Regions from separate parts of the Siniperca chuatsi genome. Here region 1 is linked to region 2. A link is a contact called in public Hi-C data. All regions are on one chromosome and are shown on one strand. The core of a region is the stretch at or near the end of the contact, and the rest is flanking DNA. Distances in the headings are between cores, read along the strand shown.

The links. Hi-C and Micro-C count contacts between places; a contact is called where the count stands out from the background.
Region 1: a contact with region 2 is called in a Hi-C map of liver, with 1.8 times the contacts expected there. The contact joins the promoter of ccnl1a here to the promoter of LOC122879591 in region 2. A contact is called at or near these places in 3 of 3 Hi-C or Micro-C datasets (liver, skeletal muscle and an unstated tissue).

What each region holds. Positions count from the first base shown.
Region 1 is chrLG7:11,542,524-11,550,247 of ASM2008510v1, reverse strand. It overlaps ccnl1a (cyclin-L1a), which reads right to left and starts at 3,429. Exons shown (of 10, transcript XM_044201566.1): 1 at 3,093-3,429; 2 at 2,774-2,848; 3 at 1,862-1,971. The coding sequence starts at 3,332.
Region 2 is chrLG7:11,412,143-11,419,382 of ASM2008510v1, reverse strand. It overlaps LOC122879591 (protein mono-ADP-ribosyltransferase TIPARP), which reads right to left and starts at 2,775. Exons shown (of 7, transcript XM_044203876.1): 1 at 2,491-2,775; 2 at 373-1,428. The coding sequence starts at 1,403.

The sequences.
Region 1 (7,724 bases), core at 2,180-4,679, 130 kb before region 2:
ATCTACAGACAGCCCTCGACCTCAGTCACCCCATGCCACAGCTTTAACAGAAATATCAACTCAGATCACCGCCCACATCACTACCTCAACGCGCAGAAATATTTACACAGTCTTTAAACTTAAACTGGAAACTCAAATAAAAATGAAAAACTACTATAATGATCTGAAACAAACAATTCTCACCTATTCTCATGTAATGTATACATCAGTATGATATAATACTCTGTCAAGTAACCAAAACCACTGATTACTTGTCTTTTGTTAATAGTACAGCAGGATATCCAGACTCAAGAAGAAAACATCAGAAAAATAGTTCTCTTTGTCAAGTGCCTACATTTCACCACCACTGACCAGCCTACAAAACACCTGCTGATTAAACAAAGCAGAATGTTTAAAATGCTACTGATGCAGACAAACAGATCTACTGGCATTTTTATGGCAATCTTCCCAAAAAAAAAACCAAACAAAAAAAACAAACAAACCCTCATCTTTCTAAAATCTAAAACTTGGATGACATGTATTCTATAAATCTGTTAACAGGCTATGGTGTCAGTCTTCCTATTATGAACTATCAGCCTCCTACATTATGTACTAATTACGATACAGTTTACATCCCAAGACCAGAATAAACAGAACTTGAAAAAACCCGACAGACATCCTTCTAACACTTGTGAGTAGTAATTTAGCATTTAATCTTTTCAGAACAGCTAACAAATTTAAGATCCAAATCTAGTATTTTGGTGTCTCAAATAACAGAAATTTAAATGTGAATACTGTCATGCTACAAACCACATGCATGGAAAAAACATCCAGGATCAGCATAATGTCCATTACAAAACATGACACTTTACAGTCCAATTCCACAAATTAAAAAATAAATAAATAAATAAATAAAAGGCTTGCTACAAGTGCATCACAATTACTGGTACACTTACTGTAATGCTGATTCAAATTAACTACATATAATGCCAAACTATTAAAGCTACAGCACATGCACTGACCCTAAACGAAAACATAATCCGCAAAGACTACACGTACCCAATTAATTACTCTAACTTCAACGAACAAGGTGATATTTCTATAAAAGCCATGGGTAACAGTTGGTGAATGGGGTTTTGCTCTTGAAGCACAAAAAAAATGCATGAGGAGCAGTCAGAGAAGAAAACTACATTACCCAATGGTCCGCAGATTGACGGACAGATACCCAAAGCTTAAGATTGAACCACAGGAGTCCTCAAGGGGCCCCGGGGGCCAAGGACCTTCGGCCAACCTGTCATCCCCGATACCAGTGCCCCACGGTGGCTCAGACCACGGGCGTCTCCCACAGGAGGGGGTGGGGTGGCCCTGGGGGAGGAGAGAGACCCCCTTGCATCATGGTTGTCATGCCGACTGCTTCATCTTACGTACCATTCCACATCACCCAGGCTTTGGTAAATGTAGCTGGTCGCTGTTAGTTGGTTGCAAGGGAAAAAAGAAGCCAAGTTAATAACAAGGCCTAAAGTAGTGACATGTACAGATTTCTATGAAGACAAAGGCACACACAAATAAAGTAGTTGTGCCTCGTCTTACAATGCCTACAATGCACTCCAATTTTAAAGTGAGTTTGTTGAGATATCAATTTCAGTGTAATGTCAAACTCAGATGTTATATGTAGACAATTACACTTGTGAAACTACCAGTGAAGCGGAAACTGAAAAGTTTTAAAATGGTTTAGAGTACATGGATAAACAGAAGAGCACTTTCACAGCAAAAACAGGTCATCATATTTGATCAAATCAAAAACAAATACAATGTAACAAGAACATTTATTATTATTTCAAAATAATCAAAAGACAACGCTGGATTCAATGTCTGTGCTTACTTTTTGCCTCTGATCTGTCTCAGATGGTGGAAAACATTGATGACATCTCGTATTCGTCGTGGCGCTTCTTCAATCTTGGAGGCTAAGTTGATACAAGCCATAGCAACAATCTGCAAAGACAATTGAAGCAAAAAAGTTCAATAACTGTGTGCTATAACTAGTGTCCACATGTGATCACCACAAGGGTTAGGCAAGGTGACAACATAAACAATATAAATGTCAACAGTCAAGGCATCTTTCCATCTTTTGCCTGTTTACACAGTGTCGGCTCTCACATCAATAACCCATCTCTAGGAGAATTAGGCCACTGTGGGAGAAGCTGTAAATCTGTGCGCAGATCAGCTTTATAACAATGTTGAATGTATATGTGATTTCTGCATCATTGTGTTGGTATATCACAATACAATTGTTCATGTACTGTGAAGAGGATTTTAACCATATTGGGCCACTTTGAGACCAGTACTTGATGTTTCTCAGACAGGCCAATCAAGCCTATATAGTAATACTGACTTCCTTACCAATATTAATTTTAGTTGAGTTTGTAAATAAAATATTACTGATACGTTTGTCAGACGTATCAAGTCACAGTGACCAGCCAGCCAACTACCATTTGAATCTGGAAAAGGTTTTAGGAATGACTAACTTAGATGTGCTTTGTTTTAAATACTTGTGTACAATTTAAGATCTTCCACAAATAATAATGTTTTGATTTAGCGTTGTTTCTGTACTTTGAGATTTGCTTCGTATTTATCTTCAGTATGCCCCCCCCCCCCGTGTCTTAAAACAGTTCAAAAACTCTGGTACAACGTATCGACAACATGGCTGCCACAGACGTAACCATAACGTTATGCTATGCTAACTTACAGAGTTACCATCGGCTTTACAATGATCCACAAACGTGATCGGACTTACCTCAAAACTGTGCTTGACGAAGGACTTGGAGTAGAAAAAACGATGAAAGAGCACCTGCCCCGTTGCCATTGCCACCTGTCGAGAAAAATAGAGAATGACGTTTGTACTTTTGTCTTGCATAAGCTGGCCTAACCTTGCACAATGGACCGCCGCCATTTTAACTTCACCACGCCAACGTCAAGAGCTAACATTAGCAAACTGCTAACAACCCGACTGTTCCGTATTGTGGACTAGAAAAATAACAACTTTTGCTCGTTGTGAATAAAACACACACCAGAATGTATACCATTGCATATTCTAACTATTCAAGAAGGTTTACCTGGGGTAACCGGAGAAGAATGCCCGCCGACTGAATCAATTCACATCCAAGGATGCGAAGGTCGGTCTCCGCGTTCAGGTCGAGGCCGTCGAGCATCGACGGCGTAGGAGAGAGCCTTTCCTCCGGTATGAGCGAGTTGTCGATGGTAAGGTACACTTCCGAGTAAACTTTGTCACCAATGAGGATGCCATCGTTGTTTGTGGATGCATTTGAAGATACAGAGAGAGGACCTGCGGCCATCTTCACCCTAAAAACAGCGGTTACCAGATACAGCTACACCTCGACGGAACGACGGCGGAGCAGGGTGACAAATTACATGACGTCACCATCCTGTTGAGACTCAAACGCTTGTGCACATCCGCGGTGATAAAGTAGTTTCGCAACATTGAATGCTTTAAGAAAAACTGCATGTATTTCTTAAAACAAATTCACAAATTAAACTGGAATGTAACACCTATTAAAACGCTCACTGTTTATCATTTGGTCACTGATTTACCCTTTCTTAATTTTGTTCTTGAATGTCACCTATCTCGGACATAGCCTAAACAGTTAATGACGTATTATACAAATAAATAGTTACTAAACAGATCAATTGCCCTGATATACAATAATGTTTCCATTGTTTTCCTTATTACAAATGGTACATTATCTCATGCTTCCTTCAAGAGCTCCACGCGGGCTCCGTTTTCCAACTTCTAAAGTGTTTTAGATGACAAATTACGACACATAAACCTTAATACGTAAATAGTTGTTGGTCAAAAAAGTTTCATTATTATAGTAAAACACCACAGGTCCTCCAGCCATAAAGAAAACATCAGAAAATTAGGCATGTATGACCAACATGTCTCAGTCAATTTAGTCAACTAATGGTAGCTGTACAGAGGCTCAGTTTTACCACTAATTGTAGCAATACTCCCATACATTTCCGACAGCACCTAAAGGCAGCAGAAGGAAGCGACTTACCACCAACGGTTTCTGTGACGTATTTTACGGGAAAGTCCGGACTTCTCACCGCTATCTCTGGAACATATCCATCCGCCAACAAGTCATAGCGGCAACTTAGATTTTATTAAGAACTCAGTGTTTGTATGGCTAGTTTACACACACAGTGTACAGGAAGTCAGTAATGTCTACTTAGTAATTTTCTATTTAACCGTTTAAATGTACAGCAACACGCGTAGGGAGAGCAGGACAAAATGGTTTAAGACAAATTAGGAACTTTATTTTAGGACTGGCAATGATTGTGTCAAAGAAGGTGCAGCTCCATATACACAGTTAGTAGAGGGAACATTGTGTTCACTTCATCCTCCAGGATTTTATAGCGTGAAGCCTTGCAGTAACTAAAAATGGACAGCAGAGAGAACTAGAGACACACCAGTTGAGGTTGAAATCTGAAAACTGGGAGCTCCAAGTGAAGCAGCGGGCTTCCTGGGGTTAGACATACACTGACCTTGTACTGAATCCGCAGCAACAACCTGATGCTGCAGTACAGTTGACTGCAATGTTTGACTACAGTTTTACTGCCAACAAGTGACTTGTGGGCCAACACTGCTGTAGTGTGTGTGTGTGTGTTGGACTGTATGTGTGTTTCTTTGAATGTTGTATCTACATTCACAAACATTTCTTTGCTGGTTTACTGTCTCTGTTGGTTTGTTGGCAAAGAGAGCAACTGCCCTGCATGGGCAAACCCAAGTTTCACTGCAGGTCATTTGGTATTTGGTAATTTGATTAATTGTTAGGGAATTTCCGCCACTAAAGTTAAAGGTTAAGGTTAAAGTTCACCCCAAAATCAAAAATACATATTTTCCCTCCTACTTGTAGTGCTATATATAGATTAGTTGTGTAGTTTCATGTAGAAACTATCAGTAGAAAGAAAATAGTTCCTACATGAAACTGCTCACAACAAATCTGTGGATGATCTTGAGTAACGATTTCTGGAAAGAGACACTGCTGTTGAGTTTTTCAAATGTATTTTTTTGGCGCTTTGAGCACCACAAGCTGAGTGTCATACAGTCCCATTATATTCAAAAAATGCAGACATCTCTACGGCCGATATCTCCAAAACTCACACCAAAACAATCTAGATGGATAAATAGCGTTACAGGTAAGGGGGAAATATGTATTTTTGATTTGGGGTGAACTGACCCTTTAAATATCAACTGTGGAGGATCCTGTATTATTACCTCATGAGGCCGTGAGTTGTAGAAGCACCCTGGGTTAAAATCTAGTTTTAAGACCTCAATTAATTTAGTTTATATCAGTGTTTTCCAACATTTTGGCTTGAGACCCCTTAAAATGAAGCAGTGTCTACTTGTAACCTCTCGTCACAGCTTGCACACGTCCACCAAAGAGTGATTTCCCCCTCTATATGTCTCAGATTGTTTAATTTGAATACCTGTTAGACGTCAAACTATATAATACTAATATTTCACCAAATGTGTGTAATGAAACAAGGATTTTTCATTTTTTCTATCCTAGGTTATATGTATTCACATGTGTGTGTCTGCGTGTGGCTGAAGCTATTGTAAGCAATAGCTGTAATCATGCAAACATAGCATAAGGGCCTACTTTCATAACTTATTTGAGGCTCTGTATGGTGTGTAAGGGACAGACAGACAGGGACACACACACACAGATTTACCTACCTCAGTTTTACTAATACACCACATGAGGTGGCAGACTGAGGTCTCATTGTCCCTGTCATTAACCAACACCTACAACCAGCACCTCCGGCCCTCACACTTACGCAGTTACCACGACAACAAGAATACTGAGCATTCTTTCTCCGGTTGCCCGGGTGACACTAATTATAGGGTGTGGGAGGGCTCATGGGACGGCAGAATTCCGGAACGACCATAACGACGCAGGAGAGAGGCGTTCAGGGACGCCCAGTGACGAACAAGGGCTTAGTTAAACACACACGCCACTCCCCGGAGTGTGTGTGTGTGTGTGTGTGTTTACGAGCAACTTACAAAGATTCCCCAGGGACACGTGTGCACGCTTGCCCTGCTATGATAATTACTGAATGTTTGTGTGTGTGTGTGTGGGCATTTGTTAAGGGTGATTCAATTTTAATGTTTAAGAGGGATCAAAATGTCATTCATGTCAACGCAATGGGGCTTTATGCTGTGTGCCTGTTACGCACACATCAAGATGTAGAAAGTGTTTCAAGGACTTGTGTCTATTCAGGCCAGATCTCTCTCTCTCTCACACACATGCCCCATGGCTCTTTCTCAAACACACACACAGAAACCAGGAAGGACACCAGGTCAAGGTCTACAAAGCAAGGGCATGAGCAAAGGAAAAAGCCCCAGTAAAAGAGCAGAGGGGAGTAGAAAAGAGAGAGCTGACTGGATCAAAAATAAAGTGAAGGCACAGATAGCTGAGGAGGAGAGGCGGAGAGGGAATTGCTTTTTAGCAACAGGGTCAGAGGGGTTGAATACTAAAAGAAGGCCAAAGAGATTAAAAGAATATTGACAGATTTATGTGTGTGTGCCAGAGATACAGAGAGACGGGTGTTTGTGTTTTGAGGGGAGAGCGATTGAGATAGAAAGCGTGTGCGGTCAGAGCAGACACAGTGAGTGTGACAGGGAGAGTGTGTGTTGTGGGATAGAGAAGAAGAAGGGAGAGTGTGTTAACGCCTCTGACTGGCATAGAAAGAGGTTATCTCTTCATATACACAGCAGGCATGCAGGTCACGGTGGGAGGAAGTTTAACAGGGATAAAAGGAAAGGTCCAACGGTCAGAAGCTGTCAAAAGTCAAGTCAAAATGTCTGCTGGGAAAACGGTCTATAGGGCTCGGTATCAAACCTCAATACCTTTTGGAGTTGACCACCAGTATCTAAAACAGTCAAGTACTAAAAGTTGGCATCAAATATCTGGTGAGGTTCTTGTTTCGTTATAATCACATACAGTGCACATTCTCACAAGCATGTAATGTCTTCCACATATGGACACACACACACACACACTACACAGTGATGATGACAATACAATCGATGTCCTTCAGTGACATTAAGTGATTACAAAAAGTGAGCGATGGAGGTGTGAGGACAGAAACAATCGCTCACTGGAGACACAAACACATACACATGCAATGAGTAAACACGCACAAGGCCACACACAGGAAGGCAACAAGAAGTCAGCTGCAAAGCACAAAAGAAAATGCTACCTTTGCCACACAAAGGGAATATAAAGTTGTTTTTATAAAGCGGCAGCAAAGGATTGTTAATTGTGGAGTAGTTAAGATTTGGTAGGAAATCTTATTAAAAAATATAATGCAACCAAATGTATCTAAATTAATTTGATCATTTTTAGATAACAGTCAACTTCAGGAAAAAACATGAACCAGTTTGTTATGTGTGGTAGGAAATGTTCCATTTAACCCTCTGACAAAAACAGAGGAGGTATAAAATTAGGTTTTAATGGCACAGTATGTTCATTGTTTTGTGTTTCAGAACGTCCTCTCCACATGCCACAAGATTTTTAGCAGATAAACCGTTCGTGTGTGTGTGTTTTGGCAAACAGAGCAAACCATGGCAGGATAAAATCATTATCATCCCATCTTTCTGTGTGAAGGACGTGCACGTGCATTGTCTCGCAGATGGGTTGGAAGAGAGGGACACGGGGAAG
Region 2 (7,240 bases), core at 1,526-4,025:
GTTGATTTTTGACAGATTTTTTTGTTTTTATTGTTCTGCTAAAAGTCTAGCCATTTTTATTGAGACATTATTATAAATAACATTTAAGTGTTGTTGTCTAGAATAAAACAGACATGTTGGAAATCGATCCTATTCCACAAGTGCATGAATTACAGGTTTCAGTTCCTTTTTTTTTTTTGAATTTTGAATTGATTGAACTGAAAGAGAATTGACCCCCTACTCACAGGCACAGATCCAAAACAGAAACACAGAAATGCTGTTACTGCTTCCCTCCACAGTAGGATCCTGTATCTAACCAGAGGGCATACAGTATACACAGTATAGGATAATACAGCCTGCAGATTGCAGTAAACACTATAGAGGGATACTTACTGAAACTTGAGCCTGACTTGCTCATTGTCAGGGTTGCAGTACAGTCTCTCCAGCTGTTCCTGGGAGTCGTCTGCTATGCTCTGCCACGTCTGACTGCTGCTCCTGCGGATCTGCCAGTAGTAGGGCAGGACAGTGTGGTGGTGGGCACAGTCATTGCCATAAACACACTGTCCTTGGAGGAAATCCACACAAATGTCCACTGAGTCTGACTGGTGCGTGTGATACTGGAGCTGGGTGAGCAGCTCAAAAACCAGGTCCAGGGAGGCCTCTTCGCTTTTATCCTGAAAAAATAGCACTCCTTTGTCGGGCTGCAGGAGGAGGGGATGGGGGTCCTGGACGCCGGTGCAGTCTTTGACTGGAAGGTTTTTAGCCCCAGAGGTTAAGAGGTCATTGCTTTTGATGCCCCCCTCCTGGTGAGGAGCCTGGGGTGCAACTATGGGAGGTATATCCCTGACGGGGGGCGGTATTGTCACTGTGTTCCCGGCCGCCCTGAGGCCAGTTTTCGGCTGAAAGCAGCGGCTGTCGGGGGTAGGATCGGTGATCTTGGGTCGCTCCCCTCGCAGCTCAGTCGCCTCCAGCTCCGCAGTAGTATCGGCTATTTCCACATCACCGTCCCGGGTCATCAACCCCGGAACTCCAGCCCCATCTGTGGCATCGTCAGCAGCTCCAGGGTCTTTGAGACACACCTGGCCCATACAGTTCTGTTTCACCACGACCGCTGCGCACAGGTTGCTCGCAGTCCGGCCCGGCTGGTTCCGGGGAACGAACACCCCATCCCCGGAGACCAGCGTATCCGTGCTCAGTAAAGTGGTCAGTATAGGATCCTCCAGCGCGCGGTGGAGGCATTTGGCGTCCAATTTCCTCTGCTTCTTTTTGAAATAAGGTTTCACCAGAGGTATTTTGTCCGGAAGCCCCACTATCTGCTGTTCCGTGAAATCTTCCCCTTCGTCCATATTTAAACTCATATCCAGGGAGATCCCAGTAGGCACACCGTCTGCGGATTTCTGGAGAATGTGCAAAGTTTTATCCATGATCCCCTCCTAAACCCCGTCAGTCCTGAGAGAAAGAGAGAAAGAAAGAGGTAGTCATCAAATTTAACACCCATAATCCTATAATCTTGGTTTCCAAGGTGAAGACATCCTGGCGCATAAAGCGATGATTAATAGGTTGCTTGGACGGCCACTTATGCCATAAAAATAACCGTGAAAACTCATCTTTCCTTTCCTGGAAAGGAAAACGCTAGCGCGCTATAGGCTACGCTGAAACGAAACCTGTTCAACCCCTCCGACAAAAACTGGCCCTTATCCCATAATGACCCTGCAGATATAACAGGAACAACACAGCGACAGCCACCATAATGACCCGCTGACACAGACACATTATAAACCCATATAGGAATATTATAGGAATATAATGGCTCTCGTTTGGAGAGGAGAAAAGGGTTCGCGCAGCCAGTAATTGAAGCGGAAAAATATTACCTAATCCTGCTGTAGGGAACTTGAGCACACAGTCACCAGCCTCAGATTATTATTTTTATTTTTTTTAAATAAAAAATAAGAATAGGCCTGTACAATCAGAGAGTGTCTTTTCCTTTTATTCTGGTGTCTCTCACTAACGTCACGCCTGCAATTACAGCTGCGTCTCCGAACAGGAGCGATAAAATCATCTCTGTAACAAAACCTCTCTCTCTCGGGACTATATATTTTGATCACGGGAGTCCGATACGCGGCCCATGCAGTCTACGTGCCGCTTACACAACGCTGCCCGAGCAAGTTTGCACGTAGGCTACAGTCGACACACACACACACACACACACACACACAGACACATAAGGCACTGCGGCGGAGCAGCGACAAAAGATAAACGGGGCACTCCGGAGCTTTATTTCACCGCGTCCCTACAGCAGCTTTCCTCTGGTTCAGAAACACTTCTTCGGCGGCCCCGGAGCTGTAGGCCTACGGGCTGTGGAGTTGAAAAGCTTTTAAGAACCAAATAATGTAGCACTGCAGTAAACAGGCAGGGAGATTTTGTTACAGCGCAGCTTTCCCAGAGCCGCTTTAAGCAAAAGAAAAGACCCTCTCTACATTTCACTGACACCGAGACGACAAAAACCCCTACCTGCGCGATAAAGTCCGCCCCTCTCCCCGCGGTCTCGACACTCTTTGGTGGGTAAAATCCAGTGCGTGCATCGGCGGAGCTCCGTATCCAGTCTGGAGATAATAGTATCCGTGTCTGGACTAGACTGTAGTCCGGTTAGGTTTCTCGTGTCCCTCTGACGCTCCTGCCGCTCTCATGCTCTGTCTCTATTTCATGCTGTCTGTCCCTCTCTTTGTATCCTTGTACCGGACAGAAAAGCGCAGGAGAGCAGAAACCGACAAAGAGCGGAGCACAGCTGTGGCGAGAGACTCTCTGCCTGCCTGCCTGCCTCCCGGCTCCGCACACTCAGGCCCCGCCCCGTAACCTGCTCAGAGGCGGCGCTTAGCTTCAAAGAGCGGGAGGGGGAGAGTCGTCTGGCGGTGATCGGAAGAAGCTGCATGGGGGTGTGGGCACCGCGGGACCCTCTGGGGCCGTTATGCCGGGCCCCGGAAGTAATACAAAGCAAACTGGACGCAAAGGCTTGAAGACGAGAAATGTCGTTACATCATCCAACCATCAAGGCGGACCAGCACCAGCGGTGCAAGCAGAATTTAGACCCTTTCCTTAAGTAAAAGTAAGTAAGTAATAAATCAACATACAAATACTCCACTACAAGTAAAACACCTGCATTAAAACCTTTATCTCAGTAAAGTACACATGTATCAGTAAAATGTACTTTTAGACATTGCCATATTAACCTGTTAGGGGGCCCCCAGGCAAAAAAAGAAAAAAGAAAGAAGTTATTGGGTCTCTATTGACCCAAGCTTAATGCTTTGTGTATGTAACCCATTAGATACAGCGCAGACAGAGAACCCAAAATCGAACCAGTACTCCTATGCTGGACCAATACGCTACTAGTCTAGGTTTAGACTCGGTTTTCCATTTGTCAGTTAGCTTGAGGAAGTTTGATTAAACACAAATGTATTAAGGAATATGCATCACATGAACACAATATAAAGAAAATAGGGTCTTAAAACTAGATTATGACACAGGAGGAAACCCTCCACAAGACCGGTTCACACGATTAGGTAATAATGCAAGACTCTTCTTGTATACTTTAGAGGAGCACATTCCCAAACAAATTGACATGCAGTGAAGTGGGTTTTTGGGGCCCCGGGGGCAGTCGCCCGCTTTGCCTGGTTGGTAATCTGGATTTGTTCAGAGTAAAAGTACTGTGAGGATTGACTCCTTACAAAGGATTATTCCCCACCAAAAACCTATCAACACAAAGAATGTTTAGATTGGCCTATGATTAATCTGTAATGCCTTAATAAATGATTTAATAAATATGAATAAAGCCATTAGTTACCACATATAAACCTTTTCTAAAGTATATCTCATAAGAAAGTTGTCATCAGTATTTTAATGTTGTAGTTGGTCAAGGTGGAGCTAATTTGAACTGCTTTATGTGATGTTGAGTACTTTAATCAATAGAATATCATATTTTGTAAACTGATTACATGTTTTGTGAGTAAAATCTTCACTACAGTTGTCAGATAAATGCAGTGGAGGAAAAAGTACAATATTTGCATCTGAAATGTATTAAAACAGAAAAATAAAGTAGCACAAATTGGAAATACTCAGTGAAGTACCTTAAAACTGTACTTAAATACAGTACTTGAGCAAATGTACTCTCCACCACGTAAATATTAGAAATGCTGTGTATTCAAGAAATTTGTTAACTGAAATATTTTGTTAATAAAGTCTTGTTTGAAGATGGTAGATAGATCACTCCTCTCCTGACAGTTATTGAAAAGAGGTGAAACTACTTTGGGAACATTTGGATGTTTAATCACCAGATTATTTCACATGAGACTAAACATGAAACCTGTTGAGACATAATTATAATTCTGCCAAAAGCAGATGTGAAGAGAGTGAGTCATTTTCTCATGATTAGCAGGTGTTTATTGGTTTCTTAAAGCAATTAGGAAGCCTGACTCTGTCCTCTGCAGCTCATCTGTCACATTTCCATAAGGGAGTATAACGTTTACTGACCGCACGTTGAGTCAGCTTCCCTCTCCTCCCTGTTTTACCAGAAGTAGTTTTTTAGGAACCTGCTTTGCTGCACTGCCTTCCGGAGTAAGTTTCGTTGTTTGCAGATGAGCCTGCTCAACCAAACAGCTTCTAGTTTCTAAAGAGAGGATTTCTCAAAAGGGCTGGTCTCAAAATGCACAAAATGCAAACTCGCCTTGTAGTAGTTTACGTCAGTTTATTTTGTTTACTTTTGTTTACAGTTTATTACTGTTTATTTTTTTTACCACAGGCTGTGGTTAAAGAGGTCAGAGATAAACAGAAATGTGTACAATTGTCTTCCATGCAAACACTGATGCTGTCAAAGCAGTTCCAAGGAGAGTTGGTTATTGGGAAATTACAGGCTTGCTGCTGAAGACATGAGAGGGCTGACGTATATAAGAGTAAATTGCCTGGTTGCATACCGACGGATCTCGAGCATTCCTCCTCGGCTGACATGCATAACGACGTCCTATTGTTCAAGTTTTGACTTGTCTCAGAGGACGCCCTATTAAAGAGATACCTGCCTGCCAACTTCAGCTCGCTTGTTGTCTTACAAAAGTCAGTGAGTGATCTGTGAACTCATGAAACAACAAGTACTGTGATGATCCTTTAGTACATCTGGGAAGGAGTGCTGTTGTGAAGTGTGATAACCTAAAGAAACATTATAGAAATACTATAGTCATATCTTTGGAGATCAAGAATAACGCAATGTACCATAGTGTGTTAGTATCTGTGCTGGGAGTACTATTAGAGTATTTATTTGGCAAATACAGGATCATACTCAGACTTTGAGGGAAATGTAATTGTGCTGATGCTTCATCGGTCTCTGTGGTTAAATTTATGTTCACTTGCCTCCCTGAAAAGGAGGTCAGAGGTCAGAACAGCAGGGTGGATGCTTGCAGGAGCAGGACCTGTGTTTTTAAACCCCATGGCAATAACGCTCAGTCCCAAATAAAACGGACAGTAAACTAATTCTACGAACCAAAACCACATGAAAGGACATTAGGTAGGTCTTTGTAAGTGGTAGGGTAAAGGTGCCGTGTTTCATTCCCCAAACCTCTGAATCTTATCTGCTCACATGCCTGCACACAATTACTGGAGGCAGATCAGTTAACACTGGTGACAGGCCTTCAGCCTTGACACGCCTGTTTTACGCACAAAAGAGTTTCATAGCATGGAAACATAAAAATACATTTTATTGAGGTAATTGGCATTGGCCTGGCAGTGGAACCCGTGGGTGCCATAAACAATGATGAAAGTCTCCCTGTATAATTATTGTCATTATGGCCAGTAATTTTGTCTGTTTCATGTAAATCGCAATGGGTAAATTTCAGGATTTTACACAACTATGTGAGCGTGTTGTGTAGGGTTTATAGGTGGAAAGTAACACATTCTCTCATACATTAAACAGTTCTGCATACTGAGTACTTTAAGGATGTTCTTGACTTTCACTCAAGTAAAATTTTGAGTGCAGGACTTATATTTGTACATTGTTGTAAGTAAGTAAAGGATCTGAATACTTCTCCACCAGTGGTAGGCGCCCCTGATATGACAGAAAGCACTGTTAGTGACCTGACACTGTTGGCTTTATATGACTAAACTTCTAGATATGTGTAACTTCCAACGCCCATAGCAGGTGCCTTGTTTTGTGAGTCAGAGACACAGCTTCTACCATTCTTTCAGATCGAAACTGGTTTTGTGTGTGTCTTACCACTAACTTTGAGCTGTGCCAAGACCTTTTTTTATGACTAATTGTTTTGTGTGAGAGATGAGACACCATAAAAATATAGGAGTTCATGGGTTATACCAAATAGCCACATGAAGACTGGGAAAATCCTGTCAGTAATGGTAAGTGAGGGGTAGTTTTTTATGATTAATTCAGCCAAAGACAGAACACAGCACATGGAAAACTACGCGTAGTAAGAGTAGAAGAGATATGCATAAGTCGAAGTGGCACTAAGATAACAACAGCATGGCTAAACAGACGCCAGCATGTACTTGTCTTACAGTGGCTGCTTCAAAGCTAAACCATACATAGGTCATTGGTTCAATGAAATCCAAACACCTGCTTTGTATTGCATGCAGTGTGAACCATATCTGTAGCTACACAGTCAACAAACTGTCAAACAATCTGAATTAATGACTTTTACACGCAAACAGCCTTATACAGAGAGATGGGTAGTGTCACAAGTGAGCTACCTGCAACCTGCATGTACCCAGATAGACCGGATTGTACATTGAAAATAGAATCTCTGTCTCTCTCTCTCAATTCATTTTTACATTATGCTATACAATTTTCCTCAACTGATGAAAGAAGGCACAGAAAAAAACTAGTTTTTGCAGGGCATCTTTGATATGTGAACACACCCAGAGGTATATGAGGTGATCGGTGACTAAAATAGTTGAAATGGCTTTGTGTCTTCTCTTTGTGTATCGTGTTACAATTGCACACATACAAACAAAACAGGAAACACCAGGAAGAAAGGTATTGTTTGCAAACAGTCTGTTACAGATATGTGCATTTTAGTGAGAAGTAAAATCTACTTTTGAGAGACAATGTCATTTCTCAAAAGGCACAAAAAGGACCTTTTAAAAGCAGTGAGATGATGTAACCAGGTAACTAAAACGGTTGAATGGGATGTTAATGGGCCAAAGTGCTGGAGGGAACACTGTGATGGTGCTAACCCATTACAAGGTTGCCTTCCCTGCTGCAGTATAA